Linked DNA regions of Anas platyrhynchos: region 1 is linked to region 2. Evidence: chromatin contacts called from public Hi-C data. All regions are on one chromosome and are shown on one strand. Each heading gives the region's core, a stretch centred on a gene start, on an enhancer-like site or on the middle of the called end of the contact. The rest is flanking DNA. Distances are from core to core; before and after follow the strand shown. Region 1 overlaps HDC (histidine decarboxylase). Region 2 holds the start of GABPB1 (GA binding protein transcription factor subunit beta 1).

Region 1 (3,610 bases), core at 173-2,672, 35 kb after region 2:
GAAACTAATTCAGGAAGGGGAGCACCTGCTTATATGCTTTTTCTAGTGTGAGTGTGTAACAGTCAATTGAGACTGAAGTACAGAAGTGGATAGGTCAGCAAAGTCACTTTTGTGAAGAGTGGAGATGTGGAGGATGGAAGGACCCTCAGGGCAGGCAGCTTAGAAAACATAAAACTCAGGAGGAAGGGAGCACAAAAATGGTAGCTAAGAAATGCAAAGGAGAGGAAAAGCCAGGCACGTGTAGTTGGAAAAGTTCTGCTTTATTAAGTCAATCTCATATTCATGTTTATTTCAAATACTGATATTTGCTAATATTCATAAATGAGATTTCTCAACACAGTTAGAATAACAGATCCTTCAAAACTTGATTATTATAAAACACATTTTTTGACATGCTCACAATTTGAAGTTACTTTTTTTTTTTTTTTTTTTTTTTTACTGAGTTATAAATGTCCTGAGTCATTTGTACTTACAGATTGGCTTTGTCATCCAGAAAATACAGGCAATCTTTAATGATTGCTGGATTGAAACCCTCCTTCACTAGTCCTACCTTATAGTACTTAAGAGTTTCTGTAAGTTCAATGGCACTCTGCAAAACAAAATTACACTTCTACTTACTTACATCATTATATAATATGGAATCAGATTAAATTTTCTAGGTTTAAAGAGAACCATATTAAAAAAAATAAATAAATATACATGTAGAAATTGAAGCCTTACTAACCTTATGCAAAAAGGGAGCATTCTGTCCCACTGCCTAGCCTAGGATGCTTGCTCAGAGATCTCCCTCACATGTCATGATCCAACAAAATCAAAATTATCGCAAGTATCTGTTTTAAACCATGTTTTGCCTGTAAAACATTTTCATGTGTGATTTCATTTATTGCCAATTAAAAGCAATTTGAACCACTGATGGAAGGCAATAAGGTTGTCATCCAAAGGGTATGAGGTGGGCACAGAGATACATAGCTGGGCCAGCAGTGTCTCCAGGGATAAGAGGGAGTAGACATCTGGTGATTGTACCGGTATAAATAGCAAAGCACCTGAGCTCAACTCCTGTGCCTTGTATGCGATCTGACAAGCACAAACAAGGCTCCGATTATTTGTCAAGCTTCTCCTTTCACCTGACGTTCCTCAGCCCCTCAGCCCCCGCGTTCACCTACGGGAGGACGGGGCACAGCCGGAGCCCCCCGCCGCAGCCCACCTTGCTCAGCACCCTCGGGACCGACCCCAGGCCCCCAAGAAGGGCTCGGCGGAGGCCTGAGGGCAGCGTTTTCCTCCCTCGGCACCTGATCGGGGCCGCCAGCAGCCCCTCTGCTCTGGAAGCAGCTTCGCAAGGGCTGCCCCGGCCGCCCCGACCTCCCGGCCCCGCGCTGAGGGGAGGGCAGAAGGGCGCCAAACCGCGCCGGGCGCTGAGGAGAGGGCGGCCCAATCGCCGCGCCCCCTGGCGGCCGTCGGTCCTCTCTCGGTCCCCGTGTGAGGCCGGGCGGCGCGTCTGTCCTCGGCGAGGGGGCTCCCTCAGCTCTGGGTGCAGCCTGCCTCAAGGCACAGCCTGGCAGCCTGTCCCCGTCGCACCGTGGTACCAGCAGGTGCTGACTGACCTGCACCGCCAGCCCTTCTCCTCAGGCTTCAGTGCCCTCGGATGAGACTGGCATCTTCCCTTGCGAGTGAGACCGGTGCTGGTTCTGACGGCGGAATGCAGCCTGAGGGGGCTCAGACCACCTGGAGCTTCAGCCTCCAGCCATCAGGGATGCAGGCAGCCAAGGCTAGTCAGGGATCCCACCGAGAGAAATTCAGGATGAGGCAGACAAGTGGTGAGCTGCCTTGGAGAGCGGGTACCTCACGCTCCCTGCCTCTCGGGACGTACCAGCCCTCGCGCTCTTCCTCACTGGGGAGTAAATAGACCAAATAGGTAAACAGGAGCTGGTTCAGCTGAAAATGTGAGGGGTGATTTGTTTTATTGATTTATTTTTATTACGTTGAAACAAGTAAAAATGTTTATTCGTGTTTTAGATGCACAAAAGGGATTTACAGCCCCAGTCTCTCAGTCTTGCTCCTGCCCAAGGCTTGGAGAGACACTGGTTACTCTGACAGTCCTGAAGTAAGATTTTTGCCCTTCTGACAAGCCTGCAACCACTGCTTTTCTCAGTGAGGTTTAAGCAGCTGTTGCTGTGAAGAAAGATTCGTTCTTTCCTTCCTTCACTACCAAGTTTATTGCCTTCTCAGTCACAGTTTTCTGCTTTTCTGTGTCAAATCTGGTACTTCTTTACCCACAAGGCAGTAATTACGTCAGCATTACTAGGCACTATACTTCTTCAGTTCCTGTTATTTTCTCTGTTTACCAAGCCCTAGCTACCTATGTTTATACTATTCCTTCTGTTACTTTTGATTTAATGCTAAGATTTGTTTTGCTCTCTAAAATTATGAGGCAAAGTCCTCTTAGGAGTGAGTCTGTGCTACACACACTGGGACGATCTGGTTTTCTTCAGCAATCCCAAGGGGTTGAGGTGTGTTAGTCCACTGTTAGATACAGTTTTGTGTGTTCAAGTATTTCTTATTAGCATAGAAATTTTAATAGGTAATTAACTGCTATTTCATACGTCATTTGAGGCTAATATATCATGAAATGTGCCACACACATGACTTGGGTTTTAAGTGTTTGGTGTTTTCCTGGTTTTTAAATATTTTTTGTGGGGGAATTGCTGTTCCAGGAATCTTAGTTTACCAGTCCAAGTATCAGTTTAGATACTGTTAGCCTAAAGACAAGAAGTGCTTTTTTGTTGACTTGTTTGCTAGTTTAATAGGTCAGTAAACCCTCTTTAATAACCTCCCCACCCTTTTTTTTTCCAATTAGCTACTGCAAATCTAGACTTATTCTAGAAAGCTGACAGAGTCTCCTGTGACTAGTTAACATGTGTTTAGCGTTACAAGAAGCATGTGTGCCTGAGGCTGTGCCAGAAAGTGGTCAAGGGCCTCACCCACTGCAGGCAGTCAGCAGTGCTGGCTGTGCTGCCTGTTGCCCCTGGGTCAGGCGCTGCAGAAGGCTTCTTGGCAGTGTTTGATGCTGCCCAGGCACCTCTGCAGAGCCCCCTCAGCCAGTCTGTGTGGAGACAAGAGGCTGCTTGCAGCTGATCGCTGCAGCTTCAATGGGTGCTCTGTTAATGAGTTTTTGATTTCCCATGTATGCTCCCCTCTGCAGTCTCGTTCTTTCCAGCTTTCATTCTTCTAATGTTTTGTGGAAGCCCTTGAAACACAGATATCCTTTTACAATATCTCCATGACGGCTGATGTTCATGGAACTTTCTTTTCTCTGCAACAATATCCTCTGTGGAATGGCATTTCAAGGTGCCAGCATAATTCAAAAGGAAATGTATTTCTTGTTATATAGTTGTAATACTGTTCCAACATTATGAGTCTATTTAATCTACTTTTACCTAAATCTACCTAATCTACTTTTGTTTTCAGCATAACATCCACTTACGCTGGTGAATGTAGGTATCCAGAGGTAGCAGATTAAAAGGGCAGGATGGCAGATTACTACCTATTGGTGAGTTGCAGTTTTTAATAAAAATAATAATAATGCTCAGTGATTACTAATGTTAGAGGACAC
Region 2 (3,856 bases), core at 809-3,308:
CTTCAGCAGTGGGGGTGGTTAGAGCGGCTGGAGGTGAGCTGTACTCTTCCCTGCAACGTGCTTGAGTAGAACAGGGCCAGGCGAGGGTTGAGTTTGTCTTGGAGATTCTGTACTTCTAGAGATGGCAAAGGAAGAAAGTCCTAACACCATTTCATGCTGCAGGATCCTCTGTAGAATGAAGCCTGCAAAAGACAGATCCTCTTCTTCAGGAAAATCAGGTGGCTGTGACACAGGGAGGTCATGAGGGTGCAAAGAATGGGAAGGACGCCTGTTGAGTGTCACACCAGCTGTTGTGCAAAATGGACTCCCAGTCTGTTTTGTCCAAAGGGACCTTTTACTGCTTCTCTTACACAGAGAAATAGTTAGAAAATCCTTTGGTCTTACTTGTACCATACATACAAGCTGTATATAACCAACCATATATAGAATGGGGAGGCCTGCCTGTACAATTAGTTTTACCATATTCAAAAACTTGTTAAAACATGCTAATGTGTTGATTGGGTTATAACATGCTGTGGTGTTGCCTTAAGTTAAAACACTTTTTCCTATCGTCATATGTTACCGTACGGAAGTATTGAATAAATGAAAAAAAAAAAAGAATTTAAACAGTAGAAATCTGTGTTTTTTAATGTATTAAGAGTATTTACTTACACGCTAACGATTACTATCTTGTACAGCTGGGTAAAACAAAGTGGAAGAAATGACATACTTTACAGATGTGAATTGTGTTTTGACTTGCTTATATGAGACATCTTTCTCTTAAGTGCAGCTTTGGTGAATTCTGTCTAATGAAAAATTAGAAGTATTCTAAAGAATGAAGTTGTGATCATGCTACTGAAAACTCATACAAAGTGCAAATGGAACCCTGACTAAAAGAAGACTGGATTCGTCACCTCTGTAAAAGATTGTCAGTAGTACATTTTTTGTAGTACTGCTGCTAATATCACTGAGAATTCCCACTCCTTGGTGCAGGCCTGTAAGGACATTGCGCAGAAAAAGTTACAATCTACTGCTACTGTGTAAATGACAACCAATGATATGGCAAGATAAATACTTCCCGAGACACAAAATACTTATCAGCACTGGAAAAGAAATGTGATGAAAGCTGGATTTCAGGTTTCTACGCCCATGACAAATGCGACAGCCCGCCAAAGTGTCTCGGCTCGTTCTCTAGTGCCCCCTTTTGGCTGCCAGTCCTAGGAAAATAACTAAACTGGCCCGGATGACATTGTCAACAGGTCCTTGAGTGAGGTGACAACATTTAAAGAAGGATTAACTGAGTTTCCAGAAAGCACAGGGAGAATTCATGCCTGTAGCCTAACTCAAAAAGTGCTGCAAAAAGCAGGCAGAGCCTGGCCGACTGTGACAGTGCAAGCACTGCCAATGCGCTGGCCAGGTGGGTTGCTGCCTCCTCATATAGGAAAGGGGTTTTCTCTCTTGTACCGAGCAGATCTGCTTTGGTAGCGCCTTGAGGATCCAGGGCTGGGGTATCTATGAGGCGATGTTTGCTCTTCAGAAGCTGATTTGCGCTTTCTCCAAAGCTGTGTTAGATAACTCAAGAGCAGAAAATAATGGGTTTGTAAAGACTGATACAAATATGCATCTGAGGAAAAGTATCTAGAAGGTATAGTTATCTCCAAAAATAACAAGGAGAGTTTTATGACCAACAGCCTTTGGCTGAAGGATATAGATTATGGGACCTCCACTTTACCACGGTCCGCAGTTTTTGCACTGTAATAGTTTTGGTGAGAACCTGAGCATGACCACTTTCCAACAGGGTTACAACCAACCAGCCTAGAGGCGTTTCAGGGCCCACAACACCATCTCCACAGCGAGCCTGGGGCTCGAAGCCAGATCAGCCTGACAGACCAGCGAGACCTCAGGCTCATTCCAGAACTATCACCCTCCCTCCCCGACCCCCACACCCTCCCGAAGCCCCCCTTCTCCCCAAGAAGGGGCCGCAAGGCGGTACACCCCCCCCGCCCCCTTCACGCCCGCGGCGGGCCGGGAACATGGCGGCTCCGTCCCGCCGCCCGCTTCCCCCCGCCTTTCCCCGCGCCGCCGCGCATGCGCGGCAGGCGGCACCGAGGCCGTATCCCTCCGCCGCTTCCCCCCCACCCCCCCCGCTCCGGCCGGGGCGGCGGTGCCGGTGTCAAAGCCCCCTGCCCGCCGCAGGGTAAGTGCCGCGCGCCCCTCCCGCCGCTGCCCGCTCGGTCGCCTCACGGTGAGGCGCGGCCCGGCGGCGGCGGCGAAGGAAGAACGGGGGGGGGGGGCGCAGCGCGGAGAGCCGCAGCGCCCCTCCCCGCCCCTCAGCCGCCGTGTCCTTCCGCCGGGCAGCAGCGGGGACTTTTGTGTGGGGCTTTTGGGCGCCGATGAGCGGCGGCCTCCGGCGGCCCCGGGTGTTGCGGCGGCGGCGGCGGGCGGGCCGGCGGCACGGTAAGGCTCCCGGGCCCCGCGGCCCGTTTGATCCCCAACACCCTTCTCCCGGGCCGGCTCAAGCTTTTCCAGGTCAGTCAGCGCCTTTGTATAGGGCCCCGTTACCGGATGTGGAAGTCGATCTCTTCGCTGGTAAAAAATAATTCCACTTCCCCCGGAACCCGGCGCCGCGGCTCCCTCCGCAGCGCCCAGCCCAGCCAGGATTTCCTGTCGGGGAGAGCGGGCGGGCCGGCCGGCCTTCCGGGGACCCCGCCGCGAGGGGGGCGCGGGCGGCGGCCGGGCCCCGGGACCGGGCCTCGGCCTCGGCCTCGGCCTCGGCGGGCCGCGGCCTGCTGCGGGGCAGGGGCCGCCGTGGGGCCGGGGCCGCCCGCTCTGAGGCTGTGCGGGGCGCTCGGCTCGGCCCCGTGGGCCCGGGTCTCGCGTGGGGCTCGGGCCCGGCCTGGCGGGGGGCCCCCGAGCTGCGTGGGAGGGCTGGGAGCTGGAGGGGGGCCCGGGGGGAGCTGCTCCGCCAGCCCCTTGGGAAGGTGGTGGAGGGGGAGCGTGGGGTGAGGCTCGCTGCTGTGGGGGCTCGCTGCTCTCCCCGGGAATCCCAATGGTTCCCATTGAGCAGCCTGTCCGATGGGACGCTGCGGGAAGGTGCCGTAGGAAGGCTTCCTCATTCACAGCCCTTAACTTCAAGCGGTTGCGTGGCGGCCTTCAGCCTGTTTGCTAAGGTGGATTTTATTTAACGGCGAACGCCGCATGGTAAATGTGCTGATAGTTACGAGCGCAGCCATTGGAGGCCTTTGGCGTAGTGGTTTTTTTGAACTGTCGGTGGGTTTTGAAGCGCTTATAAGGTTAAAAGCTGTTTGGATGAGGTGCCTGTAGGGGTGCAGAAATCTGCTACGAGTAAGGTTAAGAACATACGTGGCAGACCCTAATGATCGCTGTACACCAGGTTTTGACTCTTTCCCCCCCGACCGACATTCTTTCCTAAAAGCAGTTTATTTGCAAGCTCTCTCCTTCAGCCCATTTGTAAGAAATTGTCAAGGAAGACTCTTCACAATAAAAACGTTGCTTTAATTAAAGAGACTGGTGATTTTTGTTTCAAAGTATTTTTTTTCCAGTTTTGGTGAATGAGACAGATTTTGAGGTTGTGTTATGGTTCACAGGCAACATCACAACCCCGTACATTCTGCATGTCAATCATACCTGCTGTAATGTAACCTCCTTGTTATCCAGTGCCAAATCTATCTGTGAAAGCTTTGTAGTTTGTTGGCAGTGCCAACCCAAATCTTGGTGCCAGTGGTTCACCCTTGTTGCATAATAATCTTTTTTTGATGCTGCAGATGTTGCGTTTTGCCAATAGGGGCCAAATCTTTGTTCTTCCTTTTAAGAGCAGGACTTTTTAAAAAACCATTTGCATTGTTTAATGGAATTA

Evidence for each region. A called contact is a pair of places that touch in the nucleus more often than the background predicts.
Region 1: a Hi-C map of liver shows a contact between it and region 2, with 2.7 times the contacts expected there. The contact joins the enhancer-like site here to the promoter of GABPB1 in region 2. A contact is called at or near these places in 2 of 8 Hi-C or Micro-C datasets (liver and subcutaneous adipose tissue).

The regions. Positions count from the first base shown.
Region 1 is chr11:14,787,204-14,790,813 of IASCAAS_PekinDuck_T2T, forward strand. It overlaps HDC (histidine decarboxylase), which reads left to right. Exons shown (of 13, transcript XM_038184893.2): 13 at 1-911. Among named protein-coding and RNA genes, the nearest start is that of GATM, 12 kb to the right of the region's middle. Within about 2 kb of position 1,423, at least 2 of the 8 cell types and tissues checked have an H3K27ac peak or open chromatin away from gene starts, as enhancers often do. A contact at or near this core is called in subcutaneous adipose tissue, where this site is marked.
Region 2 is chr11:14,751,148-14,755,003 of IASCAAS_PekinDuck_T2T, forward strand. It overlaps GABPB1 (GA binding protein transcription factor subunit beta 1), which reads left to right and starts at 2,059. Exons shown (of 9, transcript XM_027466338.3): 1 at 2,059-2,176.